Linked DNA regions of Gossypium hirsutum: region 1 is linked to region 2. The links are chromatin contacts, called in public Hi-C maps. All regions are on one chromosome and are shown on one strand. Each heading gives the region's core, a stretch centred on a gene start, on an enhancer-like site or on the middle of the called end of the contact. The rest is flanking DNA. Distances are from core to core; before and after follow the strand shown. Region 1 holds the start of LOC107895302 (transcription factor MYB108). Region 2 holds the start of LOC107924798.

Region 1 (4,014 bases), core at 610-3,109, 190 kb before region 2:
TTTTCGAAAAAATTAAACTGCCATATTACTCAAATACTATTATTGTTATTTTAAGAGTGTTTTTATCTAATTTTTTAATTTATTTTTTAAATATATAATAATATACGTATTTACAAATACTACCATCATATCTTAAGATATTTTCCATTGACAAATTGCGTAACACTAGTAAAATTTGTTTTCAATAAAAATTAAACTATGAATGCTCGATTAATGATAAAAAGAAAAAACAGAGTATATTTGAGCAGGGCAAAGGATATTTCTTCAGAGCACACTAATAATTAATGCTACATATAAACCCTGACAATGTTGCGTGAATCATTTACATTCTAAAAGCAGTCGCATTTGGCGATGTTAGTCGAAACTTGTGTTTTTCATATTCTCCATCATCGTATAACAGTATGGGGACAATGGTTTAAAATAGAAAAAGTGGAAGCGTCACGCTAGCGAATTCATGTGGTTAGATCCCATCACGAAGCTGCTGCTGTAAAAACCAAACATTCTCTTCATTCCACACAGTGTCCATCGATGACTCCCCACCACCAACCAACAAACCATTGCCATGCTCCTCTGTCGCCTGGAATTCTTCATCTCTGCCCCATGTGGCCGCTCCCTCCTTTTCCAAACCTAACCCCTTGTGTAAGTAGTTTGAAAGGCTCTGTGGATTGTAACAATCGGTCAGGTCCGAAACGGAAGAGACTTGGGTGTCAAGGGAGTCTGATGACGTGCCTGATAATTCGGGCAGAAGACTTGGGTCAACCTGGACCGACCCACTCGCATTTGCGTAGCTCATTTGACTGCTGCTTATGTTGCTGATACAATCATTGTAGGTGGTTTTGGTGGTGGTAGAAGGTTGACTCGAGGGAGACTCGGATGAAGCACGGATCCGTTCAACTAAACGGGGGATCCAAACGTAACGCATGGCGTCCTTGAATTGTTTGCTATTAACGTCACAGTTAAGCTGCTTGGCCTGCTTCTGGACTCTTGTTCTCCAATAATTCTTTATTTCATTGTCTGTTCTTCCAGGCAAGTGTTGTGCAATTTTCGACCACCTTCACAGTTTCAAAAGAAGATTAGCCTAAGATCATTCTTATGTTTATTGAATTGCAGGAAGGAGGAAAGCCAGCAAAAAACCTGTTGCCCCAGCGAGAATGGAGTTCAAGAATCAATAGCTGCTCTTCGAGGCTGATGTTTCCTCGTTTGATTTCTGGTCGCATATAGTTCAGCCATCTCAATCTGCAGCTTTTTCCGGTTCTTCTCAATCCTGCGCACATTTCATTTCATACTCTGAGAAATTACGAATAAAAGCTAAAACCAAATTTGTTTCAATAACCAGGGAAAGAAACTACGCTATATATATTAACCTGATAAGCGAGCAACAGCGTTCCAGCGACCTTCGCCGTGGATATTGACATGCGCCTTAAGCATGGAGTCCTCTTCTTCAGTCCATGGACCTTTCCTTAGCTCCATCTCTTCTTCATTTCTTGAAGTTTCAGATATGAAACCTCTCTTGTAAACATCCATTTCTCAACTTAAAACAGGTTAATTACAGTCGGAGAGGCAAGGATAAACCTCTAAGCTGATTTGAGAAATGAATTTGTGATGAAGATAGCTTACGAGTATATTAGATAGGAGGATGATTATATAGACAGCGGCCAACATGGGTTTAGACTGAAACTAAACAATAATTTTTTTTCTCCTAATAAACAAGAAAAAGGTCATGTTTGACGATCCACGAGATTAATCATAGTAATCAAACTGATTAAGTTAATAGCAGAATACTACTATTTTATTGGACCCATTTGTGATTTTTTATTATTTTTTATTTTGGCATTTGACCGTCTGACTTTTCATATCTGTTTCAGGAGCACAATTGGACAAATCATACGAGTATGAATTGTGAAGACCAAAGAGACAGTCTAATGGCAAATAGATAAAAAGAAAAAGGGTCTTCTTATAGGGACAAGTTGTCTTTGTTTATTATTACGCATATGTCTATTGTTTTCTTCTGATATGGTTTGCAACATGTGAGATGATGAGACGACTTTGCTTACACCTTTTTGAAGGGCCAAGTATTACTGCAATCACGTCTAATTCTATTTGGTCTGTTTAGTTTAACGGTTGAATTGAATGAAAAATTAAAAATAAAGGAAGTAGTGAAATTAATTATTTTAGGGACAAATCACTTGATATGTGTTTAAATTTAATCGTAAAAATAATTATTAGCGATATTATATTAAAATCATTATATATAAAAAATATTAAAAATTATATTTATATTTAATATAAAATAAATTTATCCTAATATTATATTTATATTGATTAGTAACATATATTAAAATAAATTTATTTTAAATAATAATTAATATTAAATGAAAAAATATATGATGGGCAAAGATTTACAGGGGATTGAGGCCAACGCAAAGTAATGGTTGAGAGTGACAATATCCAAGTTATTAACGTGGTTAACTCCATGGATGCCAGAAGGAGCAGACTGGGATTGGTGAGAAGAATAGCAGGCCTTTGCAACATGGAGTGGGAAGTCTGTTTCTGCCACAGTTAAGACGACAATGCACCTCATCTTTATTTGTTTGACAACTCCGTACTGGAGTAGTAACATCTCACATTTCAAACATCCATCCTCTTCCAATTGAATTAAGCTAGAGTTTTACTCTCCTTTTCTCAACCCAAGTGCTTAACAGGATAAAAGAAACTGTCTGATTGAGACTTGCGTGGATTGGGAATGCCGTTGTTGATTCCATAAACATGAAACTTAACATAGCATGGGTATTAACTATTAAACGGTGTGTTGGAAGAATAATTGCATCCATTTTCTTTCTTTTTTCTCTTCTTTCTTTATCAACTTAATCGAGCATTGAATGAAAAAGAAATTATTTTTATTCTTTTTTCTATCTCAAATTACAATCTTTTCATTTTTTTTTCTTTTTTTCTTACTAAGCAAACTAAGTGTCAATTGATCAGCCTCTTCGGAAATTGAAACACACAGGATTTTGTATCCTACTTATATGACAAAAGGCCTTGCAAACGAAATTTTGTTTGCTTCTGTAACCAGTAATCCTAAAACAAAAATGAGTTAGGTGAGCTAGGGTAGTAGGAAGAATTTTAGGGTGATAGAGCAAAGGGAAGTCAAATTGGTAGCTGGTAAAGGATTGTGACTTGTATAAACTGTTTTCCACTGATAAACTGAAAGCTGAAACGGATCAGCCAGATTGGTGCAAAATGTATACTTTTTTTTCCTGCAAATGGTGTGCTGACAGAAAAAACAAAAAAAACCCCACAATTTTCTCTTAAATTATCAAGTTTTATACATGCAAGTATCATTTTCAAACTGAAACTGAAAATGAAATATTGTTTTTGACCCCCCAAAAAAAACCCACAAATTACGTTGATAAATGGATGATGGGGTTGGTTCTTCTAGTTTTTGCCACCCATCATTTTCGTTCAACCATTCCAAATCTACAGTAACTTTTCTCAATTCTTCACACGTAAAGTAGTTTGAACTTTGAAGGTGTTATCATACCATCATGAGATATTGGTCGTAATTAGTGTGGTTCAACATCTGATACATGATAACACAAATCACCAACTACTCCTACTTTAACAGGGAGTCTCCCTCTTCCCTGTACTGAAAATCCTGAATTAAGCTTGCCTCGTCATTATCAGCAGAAGAAGGATGATTTTGTAAATTCAGATAAGGGTGCTATTGACTATAATATTCATGAATTGCCCTACCATTTCATATAAAATTATCAGTATCAAATCAGTTATCTGCTCCCCAGCCTAAGCCTTTTGCAGTTTTTAAATGAAGAGGAAGATGGAAGAACCCCCGGATTAACAATTGCAATTTTTCTTACGCGTAATATTAAAATCGCTTTTATAAATTACTATAAATTCTATCACAAGTATAAAAATCATGTATTAATAATACAAGTTTGCGTTTAAAGATATTAGTATAGAAACAAGAAAAACAAGTGATGGACGTGTTGGTTGAGT
Region 2 (3,597 bases), core at 441-2,940:
CCCCTACCATGTAAAAATCAGGTTGTTAAGATTCTATCGTCAAGTTGAGGCAAATGTCAAAAAGAGAGGTTTAAAGGAATGCAATAAAGTGGAAACAAAGATATTATCTAATTTTTTTCATTGCATGAAATGAAACCAAAGGAATTTCAGGGTCAAGCACAAACAACACTCCACGTAATCATGTTATGCACAAAACAGATAAATGTTTTCAGTGAATGTGCTAATAGATAATCAATAAGTGGCAAAGCTTAAGTGTATGAAAGAGCTTTGATTACTTGTGCTTCAGATCATACTTGAACGAATAGCAGGCAGAAACTGAAAAGGAAATGCTCAAGTAATATAATTTTATGACTCATCTAGAAGGCTTCTCATTTATGATAACAATAATCTAAAGCCTTTCTTCAATGGTTCCAAAGATCATCTTTCATAGCATTCATTTTGGGGGAGGGGGTAGTTATCATCTTTCATGCTTTCATTTTGTCATTTTCATCATATTTCGGGAATAGGCAGCACCTGGCAAACGAATAAATTGTTTTGGCGATGCTACAAAGTCCCAAGTCAGCACCCAATTTTGCAGTATTGCCTTAACGGCGTGCAAGAGTTTCCCAATGGGATTAATTTATAGAGCTTCGGTGTCGACAAAACAATAAAAAGGCAAACTCATAAACTGAACTAAAAGAAAAATGAAAAATTTGGTTTATTCAAGGAGTCAATGGAATTCCTAATACTGGGTTGTTTTTTTGCTTGCCTGTTAGGAAGACCTTCCAGAGATCTCCAGTGAATTTTCTGATTTGGGATGGGCTGCACAAGAAAATAAAGATCAGTTGAAATGAAATTCATACAAGAACTTATCGATTGAATAAGCAAAAAGAGGGCGAAAAGGAGCGAGGTCAAACAGGTTCCTTACTTGCATATTTCTAGCAAGCCAGGAGTATTCAATATCACGACCAAATGCCTTATATTTCAACGACCACCGTGACAAATCAGGCTTGTCTTCCAATACCTGATTAGAACACAAAGAATCAAAAATCGAAGTTTCCAATGAAATTATCACTGTCTGCCACAACATTTTAAGAATAGAATACGGAGTGACCCCTGCAACACATTAGCAATATACACAATAACCTGGACAGATGAAATGAATGGCATCCAATTGGGAATTGCTTCACGATCAGAGTAACATTTGTAAGCGACCGATGCAGGTACATCAATTTCCATCTTTGCCCTGAACCCATTTTACACACACACACAAAAAAAAAATTAGTCAACGAGTATGTTCTAGTGAATAGAAAGAAGAGAAGGGAAGGGAGGATGCCAAAACTTACGTGCAATCCTGCCATTCCATGACAGGAGAAAAGGGCCTGGAGGAAGTGAAAAAAGAGGCCTTCTTGAAGGACCCGTATGGGATTCTAATGAAGATACTGTTCAAAGACGGTGACTTCAAAGAGGAGATTCTGCAACTGGATATGGCGTTAAAGAGGATTGCATTTCCATTAGTTGGGAAGACATGGGTGAGCCTAAGGGAGCTTGAGGAAATTGCAAGTGAAGAAGACATCTCTTACAAACTTACTGGTAGCACAAAACAAAATGTACAAAGGGAAATACAAGGAAAGATATAAGGCGACTGGACGCCAAATTCCACAAGATCCGCCAGCGCAGCACCCTTTTTTTTGTTCTTTTCCTGTAATAATGATGGAATGCTGGAGTGACGGTGCGGGACTTATTTAGCAAAACGGACCAATAACCTTTGCCATGCGTGTACGGAAAGGAAAGAAACCGAGAAATGAGGCCCAACAGTATGATTGGTTTGGTAAGCGCGAGTTTTACTGGTTTTGGGCCTTAGACCGTTTATAAGGTTTTATTTAAGGCCCCCATCTCGTTGAATGGGCTGGGACAAATCCTAATTTCATTCCATTTTAGTCTCTCTTCTTAAATTTGTTAACTATTTAATAAAATATTTGTACGGTATTTTTTAGTGAAAATACATTTACTAATTACTAACAGATTTTATACTTTTAACATACTTTAAAAAAATTTAAAATATAATTTTAAAAATAGAGATTTTAATTCACACTTCATTTTTTAACAGATTTTAAGAACGATGCAAAAATTAATTTATATTAAATTTTTATAATAAGTATAATTATAACCAAAAATGTAAATTGTTCCCAAAATTTTTAAATTTTATTTTAGATATGTATTTTTTCCGTTTTTATGGTTTTAAAATTTTTATATCTAAAAAAAATATTTTAAATATTATTTTACATATACTATTTTCAATAATATTATTTCTAGGTGCTTTTTAATTACTATTTTAATATTTTTTTAAAAACAATTTATAAATATTGTTTTAAATGTTCTAAAAATAATATTTTTTATTTAATTTATAGAGTTGGTTAAAAATAATTATATATGAGATAAATATTAAAATTAAATATGAATTTTGGTTTAATGTGTAATTTTATACATAAACTTTGATTTTACGTAATTTTATACATGAAGCATTTATTTAATCAAATTCTCACAAATTATTAACACAATTATTGATATAATATCATTTTATGTTTGTATATTGTATACACGTATAATTATATTTATCTAATATAAAAATAAATTATTGTACTTATTTAAATGTATATGATTGAATCAAAGTTAATGTATCATATATACATTTAAACCACAATAAAAGTTTTATGTGTACAATTGCACTAGATCAAAGTTCATATATCAAATTATATATAAATCAAAGTTGATATATAATTTTAAAATTTACCCATGTATATATATAACAAAAAGTAGCGTATCTATGTTTTCTCTATTTAAATTTTAGAGTTAATTAAAGATAATTTCTAGAAGTTTTCATTATCCTTAAATTGTGCTTTTTAGATTATAATTGAAAAGTTTACGTTTTAAATTATCAAATTATTTAAGGTTTCAAAACCCCATCTTTTTATTTAACCTTCAAATACTTTTAATATATTTAATTTTACTTTTAAAATGTAAAATTTAAAAAAAAAATATTAAAGCTTAAAATATACCAACCAATTTTATTTCAAAATTTCAAAATTAATTTTTACTTACTTAAATATACCATATCAAATTTGAAAAATATTTTTTAAAAAACAAAGAAAAAAATAACCATTATAAAAGTAGAGCAATATAATCAATAGAAGTAATGTTTACACAATGTCTTTCAATTGCTTTGGCTTGGCAACAAAGTAGGAATACTTCAAAATGTAGAGACCAAACGATCCACCTTTTCCCTGGTATCAAGCTTGGAGTGTACTGGGAAAAACAAAGAGCTAAATTTTTTTACTAAACGACCCAAAGTATAATAGCAAGAATTGGCGATGGAAGAATAATTACATGGCGACTTCTTTTCTCTACATCAAATCGGAGGTAGTGTAAGTCATGGGTATTGATTTCAACCTTCCAAGAACCACTCAAGCCTAAATTCCTTCAGATTTTTCCTGTTAGCAGAGTTGTTGGCAGATGTGAATTTAGAATTTTTTTTAATTGTTAAAATTGAATTATAAATTTATAAAAGATTAACGTATAATTTTATTATATATTAATTTATAATTTTAACATTTTTGC

The links. Hi-C and Micro-C count contacts between places; a contact is called where the count stands out from the background.
Region 1: a contact with region 2 is called in a Hi-C map of leaf, with 2.4 times the contacts expected there. The contact joins the promoter of LOC107895302 here to the promoter of LOC107924798 in region 2. A contact is called at or near these places in 8 of 34 Hi-C or Micro-C datasets (hypocotyl, leaf, petal and 1 more).

The regions. Positions count from the first base shown.
Region 1 is chrA11:11,547,191-11,551,204 of Gossypium_hirsutum_v2.1, reverse strand. LOC107895302 (transcription factor MYB108) reads right to left here and starts at 1,859. Exons shown (of 3, transcript XM_016820610.2): 1 at 1,365-1,859; 2 at 1,135-1,264; 3 at 129-1,052. The coding sequence starts at 1,524. The coding sequence ends at 461.
Region 2 is chrA11:11,361,050-11,364,646 of Gossypium_hirsutum_v2.1, reverse strand. It overlaps LOC107924798, which reads right to left and starts at 1,690. Exons shown (of 7, transcript XR_001691854.2): 1 at 1,326-1,690; 2 at 1,126-1,225; 3 at 908-1,003; 4 at 749-801; 5 at 1-3. It overlaps LOC107923633 (a long non-coding RNA gene), which reads right to left. Exons shown (of 4, transcript XR_001691587.2): 3 at 3,367-3,470; 4 at 3,136-3,285.